Regions from separate parts of the Mus musculus genome. Here region 1 is linked to region 2. A link is a contact called in public Hi-C data. All regions are on one chromosome and are shown on one strand. Each heading gives the region's core, a stretch centred on a gene start, on an enhancer-like site or on the middle of the called end of the contact. The rest is flanking DNA. Distances are from core to core; before and after follow the strand shown. Region 1 overlaps E2f8 (E2F transcription factor 8). Region 2 holds the start of Zdhhc13 (zinc finger, DHHC domain containing 13).

Region 1 (3,494 bases), core at 944-3,443, 76 kb after region 2:
CTAAGAACCATGATGAGAAGCTTAAACTGTGTTACAATCCCCTTTAGGAACCCAGGGACTACATTATCATTTTAGAAAGATCCTAATCTATTGTATCTAAAATAAAAATGTTTCTTCTCTTGTTTCTCATTAGCTGAAGGTGGCCCTCAGGCTCACTATCAGAAGTATTTAAACCTCTGATCCTCCCTCCCCCTCTTGACTTCCTAAGTGTTGGGATTACAAGCATGTACCACCATGTCTTTGTTATGCAGGACTGGGGATCAGACCCAGAGCTTTGTGCATACCAGCCACGCATACTACTGAGGTGCTTCCCCAGCCCTAAAAATATTTTCACTCATGATAAAACTTGGGAAGAATTTTCACATAGAGAATATTGTATGAAACAGCAAAGCAAATGAGTTTTGTACAACAGGACCAAAATGTCTATGTGTAAAATCGAATGCAGACTTTTAAAAAGTTGCACACGCAGATGCCTCTGCTTACATCCTGGTCGACCATCCTAGCCTAAGATGAAAATGAATAATATGTTAAATCTTCCAACAGCATCACAGATCAGCAGAGCAATGCTCTGGGGGAAAACATCTGGATTCCTTCACAATCGCACGAGCCTGGGAGGTGCAGCAAGCAATGCCCAGTATAAGAGACCACTGCAATGCCTATTACTAGCCCAGGACATGATCCAGATTCAAAACCCTAAAGTCCTGCTTCTGATGAATGCCTACCACTTTTATGCTATCATGAAGCCCCACAGTCATAATGCAAGGCATAAACCTGGGACCGTCTACAGGATCTAAGCAGACCTCGGATGTCTTGGCTGGAACCTCATGTTGTCTCCTACCTGCTTCTCTACCAGTTGACCATCATGACAAGTCCTGGCGAGGTAGGTATTCTGAAGTCCTTAGCTGTGTTTTCTCTCCGTGATCTGGTGTCCTTTGGTTTCTCCAGTCACAGAAATGATGACTTGCTCTGAGCAAGAGATAGTTATCAGATGACAAAGGATCAGGGGATTGGCAGATGGCTTCAGTTCAGATTTACACATAGGTGGGAGCCTTTGCAGAGGGTGAGACAAGTGCACTTGCACCTTGGCCGCCTCTGCAAGTGCACTAAGGAGTCAAAATGGCAAGGCGACTGGTAGACATTCACAGCATCCTACTCCAGGAGTTCAGATGAGGCTGGATGTCTGATCCATTCTTGGTTAGGCATGAGGCAGCCTCCAGCTATGGGTCACTGGGCTCCATCCCCATGGAAATAAAATTCCTTAAGGGGAAACTAGTTGAGGATATAGTTCAGCTGGTAGGATGCTGATTCAGCATACACTAGGCCCTGGGTTCAATCCCTAGCCCTGCATAAAGGAGGAGTGGTGAGGCAGGCCTGTAAGCCCAGCACTCAGGAGGTAGAAGCAGGAGGATCAGTAGTTCAAGGTCATCTTCATCTATAGTGACTTTGAGGTCAACCTAGGCATATTAAACCCTGTCTCAAAAGGGGAAGATGGGGAGAGAGATAGGAGTTTGGGGAAAAAAATGTTCAGAGAAGTTTTATTAGTGCAGTGCCTAGTATCTTGACAGTTGTTCCCAGCCAAGGAAATGGGGTGTGTTCCCAGAAAAGCCCGTGGAGTCACTTTTCCTTCTGTGAATGCCCATTAAAAACCTATGAACCATACCCTGACAGGAAGAGGGTATTTATGGGCGCTGGCGGGCTATGTGGCTGCACATATCTGTTGTTGTTCAACGGAGTTACCACAAACCTAGTATCTCTTAAAACAGCACCCATGTACTATCTGCTTCAGTGTGCCAGTTGCCTGGCATGGCCCAGGGACCTCTGCTTGGTGTTCAAAGCTGCAGCCAAGGCAGTTGGGGCTATGGTCCTTCTGAGGCTCCCCCGAGGACTGATTCTTGTCAGCTTTCTGTTGCGGTGACAAAATATCTCAGAAAACAATCTAAAGATACTAACAACTTTGGCAGTCCCTGCACATGGCCATTTGACAATTGTTTTTTGGGAGGGGGGAGCAAAGGGGACTGTCTGGTGCAAAACTGCTCTGTGCATGGCAGCCATGAGTCAAGGATTGCTGAAGGGGCCAGGCCCAGACATACCTTTGAAGGACCCCCCCACCCCCCCAAAGAACTGCTTTCTTTAAACAGGCTCCACCTCCTAAGGTTTCTACCACTTCCTCATATTTCATCAAAGTATGAGTTTGTCAACGGTTTAATCATTCATGCTCCAGCTCATCTGCTGGTTCCCTACCTCCAAACACTGATGCCCTGGGGACCAAACCTTCAAAACATTAGCCATTCGGGGACCCTTTGTACCCTGTTCTCCACTGTTAGGCTGCTGGCAGAATCCAGTTCTCTGTGGCTACCGGCAGAACTAGAGTTGTTTCCTTCTGGCTGTGTTAGCTGCTGGCTACCTTTAGGTCCAAAAGGCCACCTCTATTTCCTTGCAGTGTTGGACTCTGGTGGTTAAGTCCTCAAAGCCAGCAAGCGGCGAAGATTCAAGTTGAGATGTGAACTAGTCCAATAGGAGCTGATAACCACACACAAGACTACGCACACCACATTCATTCAGTGACTTCTTGATTGGAAGCAAGGCACAGGACCTACACACACTCAAGGAGAAGGGCTCTCTAAACTAGCAGGAAAATCTGTCATCTTACCTGGCATTGGCCGTACAGAGTGCATATCTAAAGAGAGGCGACCCTATGAATGTCCAGAGCAGTGCAAAGCCTCCCACAGGTCTTCGGTTTCACGGAGATGGATGGGAAGGTTGACTCACAGCAATGACTATGGACTTGTTCCCTTAAATTCTATCTCAGTGGCCTTGGGATCTGGGTTCATAACACGCAATCCAAATGTCTGTAGTTTCCAACATTAGCACATAGGAAACAGGTATGATGTTCCTGAAAGACCCTGGCCAGAGGCGGCTCTTGTCTTCTCAGCATGCAGCCTGTCTCTTATGGGGTCAAGAGGATGCACCTTGAGCACACCATAGTTATTCTTTCTCCTAGAGCCCACTGGGGTGTAGTATGTGTTGGTTCCCTGCCAAGAAAGAACCCTTACTGCTCTTCCCTCCCTAGAGCTGCTCCATAGAGAAGGTGTAGGACAATGGCTGCTGGGTAGAGCCAGGACTATGTTAGCTCCCCTGCCTTTCACCCGCTCTCTTAGCCTTTCCACACCACGTCGTTCACTATTCTAGCAATGCTCTGGGTTGTGACAGGGCAAGGGGTTGGGAGAATGTGAAACCTACCTATGACCCCTGAGTATCCAAGGAAGCCATTCCCAAGAACCAGCCTCTGAGATTAGGTAAATTGTCAGTTTCTCCCAACAGAGAGTGGCCCTATGTGGCCAAATGAAAATGTTAAGTGCATTTTAGAAGAGTTTTAATTTCAACAACTTATGATTAAAAATACATTTTATAAATAATTTTTTTCCATAGACTTGATTGAGGAGGGTTGTAAACTCTACAAAAAGACAGACTGCAACAGCAAAGGATTAAAGAAA
Region 2 (3,661 bases), core at 1,141-3,640:
TTCAGTCAGTACTGCTTTTTTTTATGGCAATCCTGGAAATCTAACACACACACACAGAGTGTAAACTAAAAGCCAGGCTTGCTGTCCCCTTGACACAATAGCATCCAACTGGTCCCAACCAATGCTCATCCCCCACCTGAGGAGGAGTGTGGCAATTATAATGATACTAACTAACCCATTTACCAAGCCTAGAGTGTACCAAGCTGTCCTCTACACACTTCACACGCATCGATTCATTTCATTCTTTCAACAGAACCATGAAGTAAACATCAGTTGGTGTCCTACTTACAGGTGAGAGACAAAGGACAAAGGTAGAGCAGCATTTTGAAGATCACAAAATCACTAAAGGCTGAAGCTGTGGGTCAAGCCCCGGCAGCTTCAGGAGCTCACACACACAGTCATGCTTGTCTACTGGGGCATGTCTACAAAGGTATTCTCAAAGGTGAGAGATGGCGACAGCCCTTCGCATCACTGGGCTCCCTTCCATAGAGGAATTAGACACAGATGTGCTTATCTTAACTTCGAGTAGCTTGTTGGAGGGATAAAACTAAGGAGCAGAGTGGATTCCGGAGCCTGGCTAAGAAGAGGGGTGTCAGAAATTATTCAGTGCAGACTCTTCCAGTATGATAGGACATCAAAACAAAAACATGGGAGAGATTTCAAGCCTCCCTAGAGTTCCACGGCACCTTAATAAGAGGAAAGAACCAAATTACATTGGCCAAAGCACTAACTAATAAAAGAAATGATATTGAACCCTCTCTCTGCCAAGCATTAAGCAAATTGGGAATTTATGGAATCAGCTAAAACCATCCCATGGATTAGATATAACGTATGCAGAGCACCAGTACAGTTGCTAATGCACGCTAAGTGATCAATAAACAGACACCAGATTAGGTAATGATCAGGCAGTGACTACATTACAAGGATCTCTCATCTTGGAGAGCCTCCCCAGGCTTCATCCTATGTTATCCAAACCACCTGCCTTTCCTCTTGCTCTGGAGGAAGTCACTTGCCCATCCTTCGATTTGTCACTCAGTTTGCTCTGCGTAGCATCATAAAAGTTGATGACACATTCGTACATCCACCCATCTAGTCACTGTAATTATGGTAAATAGTTTCTAGGTCTCGGTGCTGTTCTGGGCACTGGGAGTTCCTAGACAAACACAGTGTTTCCCATCTTCAGTGGGTGTAGGCTTTATGGGTAATCTATGGTGTGCCCAATAAGTAGGGCCACTGACCATAATAATACACTTATAATTTTACTGTTTCAGGGTAATATTTTTTCATGGGTAACCCAGCACTTTATTTCCAGACACTTATTTCATGGTTTCATAGAGTCACAATATTAATTCTGACTTAGCCTCTAAGGATCTAACCAAGCTGGGCTTGGTAACAGACACATCAAGGAATTATCACAAAGAACGGAGTTGAGTCCAGGCTCAGGAAAGCCCTATTGTTTTCTGGACACTGAGGTAGGAGAGAGCTCCCCACTGGTAAGAACCAAGAGTATTCTTGTTTCATAGCCCACCAATGTGTGCAAGACTTATATGCCCTCTCCTCCATGCAGTCTACCAAAAGGGACTGGAGAGGCTTATTCAGTTATATCTCCACCCTCCCTGTGGAACTCTCATATTTTCTGCTTTCTTTTTTGTTAAAACGTATTTTTGTTTCATTTATTAATTTACTTGTGTGTGGAGGTGGCATGGTGAACGAGCTGTGTGTGTGTGTGTGTGTGTGTGTGTGTGTGTGTGTGTGTGTGTGTGTAAGAATCAGTGGAAAGCATCAAGACTTTTCCCTTCCCACCATGATCCAGGAGAACAAACTCAGGTCGTAACACTTGTTGGCAAGTGCCTTTACCACCGCTCACATCTTCTGCTTTCTATGAGGAACCAGGCCCTGATGCTAAAAGTATCTTGCTCAAGAGCACATGACTGAAGAGCAGCAGTTAGGAACTCCCAATGCCTAGAACAGCTAACATCTGTGAGGTTGTCCATGAGGCAGGATGCTCTTCATCTGCCAAAACCCCTGCTGTGGGACTGTAAATACTTTTCCTCAGTTAATTTTCCAAACGCTTACATGAAGTTTGTTCTTGACTCACAGTTGAGAAGATTGAGGTGAGGGAGAGAACTCCACAAGGACAGCTAGCTTTGGGGTAGCCCACTCGGGGACGTTGGAATAACAACAGCCTGAACCTGCACCTGTAGAGCCTTCTGAGTGGGAACCCTAAGTGGTGCCAAGGGTGGGGCTGAAGGAAAGAACATAGCGGGGGCGGGGCAGGGGGCGGGGATGACCGGCAGTTCTCTAGAGGTGAGAAAGTCCCGCCCCCGTGAGAGAGAGATCGGGGATTGGCTTCTCGTGGCGGATTGACAGCCCTAGGATGCGCGCAGTTAGGAGGGCGGAGCGCGAGCCGGAAGTGGGCGAGAGGCGGCTGAGGCGTGCTTGGAGAGCCGCGGCCGCCACTTTGCGCTGGAGCCGCGGCCGAGCGGGCGCGGGTCGTGATGGAGGGCCCGGGCCTGGGCTCGCAGGTGAGCGCGGCTGGACGTGGGCGGCGGTGGGGACGTAAGCCGCGGCCAGGTGAGGCGGTTCCGCGAGGACAGCAGGATCTGGGCCTTGGCCACACTAAGAAAGATGCTGCTTGTCCTTTGCGGTGGCCGCAGAGCGAGGCCGGGCCCTCCTGTCGCCTCCATTCGGCGGCTGGGCGTCACGCACCGGTGCCTAAGTCGGCTGGAACCTGTAAGGTGTCAGGTGACACACCTCAGATAGCACAGCCAGCCTTAGACCTTAGCCTGGAGTCTGAGAGATTCTGTTGAGAAATTATCAGCCCTAGCGCCTAGGCTGCCGCCTTCTCTCCACCTTGTCTTAGCTCTTGTTGCTACCCACATCCTTCCTACTCCTTGAAAGCATCAAGGCTGTGGAGGCAGGAGGAAGGGCGCTCCGTGGTACCATCTGCAAAATCCCCAAGGATTCTATTCTGAGAAGGGCTAGATTAGTCCCAGAGGACAGAGGAGGCCAAAGGGGAAGCTATAAAAGCCAAGAGAACTAAGAATTTGTCCCTTTTGATTGTGACTACTCTAAAGACTTATAACTGGCATTGAATAGATTACAACTTAATATTTTCAGGCTTCTTCAATCCTAGCAAATGTTTAGCGTGTGCTACATGCATTTATGTGCACCTTTTTATCCCAGCTTCAAAGTTTTTAAGCAAAAGAAATCCCCATCTACAGGAGAGTAAACTGACACAGTCTCTAATTCAAGTTATGCTAGAAGTAGATTGATTTTTTTTTTTCAAGCAGTTTGAGGTTGTCACATTGCTTGGACTCTTTAAAAAAAAAAAAATTCCCCAATCCCAAGAGTGTTCTTCATAGCTCTCTATTTTTCTTCTTCAACCAGTTTGGTGTAGGTTTAAGTGGAAAATAACATGCTGAGGTGTTTTTATTGGGAGTTCTTGCATTTTAAAAGAAATGAAAAATGATGTGCAGGGAGCCTGAATTACTATGAAAGAACATAGACTCTTTACATGAAACAGTCTCTCATTATTTTTCTCAGGCTCAAACGTCAGTAAGAGTAGGCCTCATTTCTTAATTACTGTCACTCATTAATAAAAGCCTGTGAGAGCTTAGCTTTACTCCTCCATGCTAAGAGGGAAATAACCCAGCTCAGG

Evidence for each region. Hi-C and Micro-C count contacts between places; a contact is called where the count stands out from the background.
Region 1: a contact with region 2 is called in a Hi-C map of granulocyte-monocyte progenitors, with 2.5 times the contacts expected there. The contact joins the enhancer-like site here to the promoter of Zdhhc13 in region 2. A contact is called at or near these places in 4 of 39 promoter capture datasets (HPC-7-derived erythroid cells, erythroid cells, neural stem cells and 1 more), 3 of 15 datasets of contacts at CTCF or cohesin (the NIH/3T3 cell line, large pre-B cells and pro-B cells), 47 of 484 Hi-C or Micro-C datasets (B cells, CD4 T cells, CD8 T cells and 32 more), 16 of 115 datasets of contacts at active chromatin or transcription factors (the 230-238 cell line, the HPC-7 cell line, astrocytes and 11 more) and 3 of 9 other capture datasets (adipose tissue, embryonic stem cells and liver).

What each region holds. Positions count from the first base shown.
Region 1 is chr7:48,863,073-48,866,566 of GRCm38.p6, forward strand. E2f8 (E2F transcription factor 8) reads right to left here. Exons shown (of 13, transcript NM_001013368.5): 13 at 3,357-3,494. Among named protein-coding and RNA genes, the nearest start is that of E2f8, 16 kb to the right of the region's middle. Within about 2 kb of position 2,194, at least 26 of the 459 cell types and tissues checked have an H3K27ac peak or open chromatin away from gene starts, as enhancers often do. A contact at or near this core is called in the 230-238 cell line, the G1E-ER4 cell line, the HPC-7 cell line and 6 more, where this site is marked.
Region 2 is chr7:48,786,613-48,790,273 of GRCm38.p6, forward strand. It overlaps Zdhhc13 (zinc finger, DHHC domain containing 13), which reads left to right and starts at 2,391. Exons shown (of 17, transcript NM_028031.3): 1 at 2,391-2,525. The coding sequence starts at 2,499.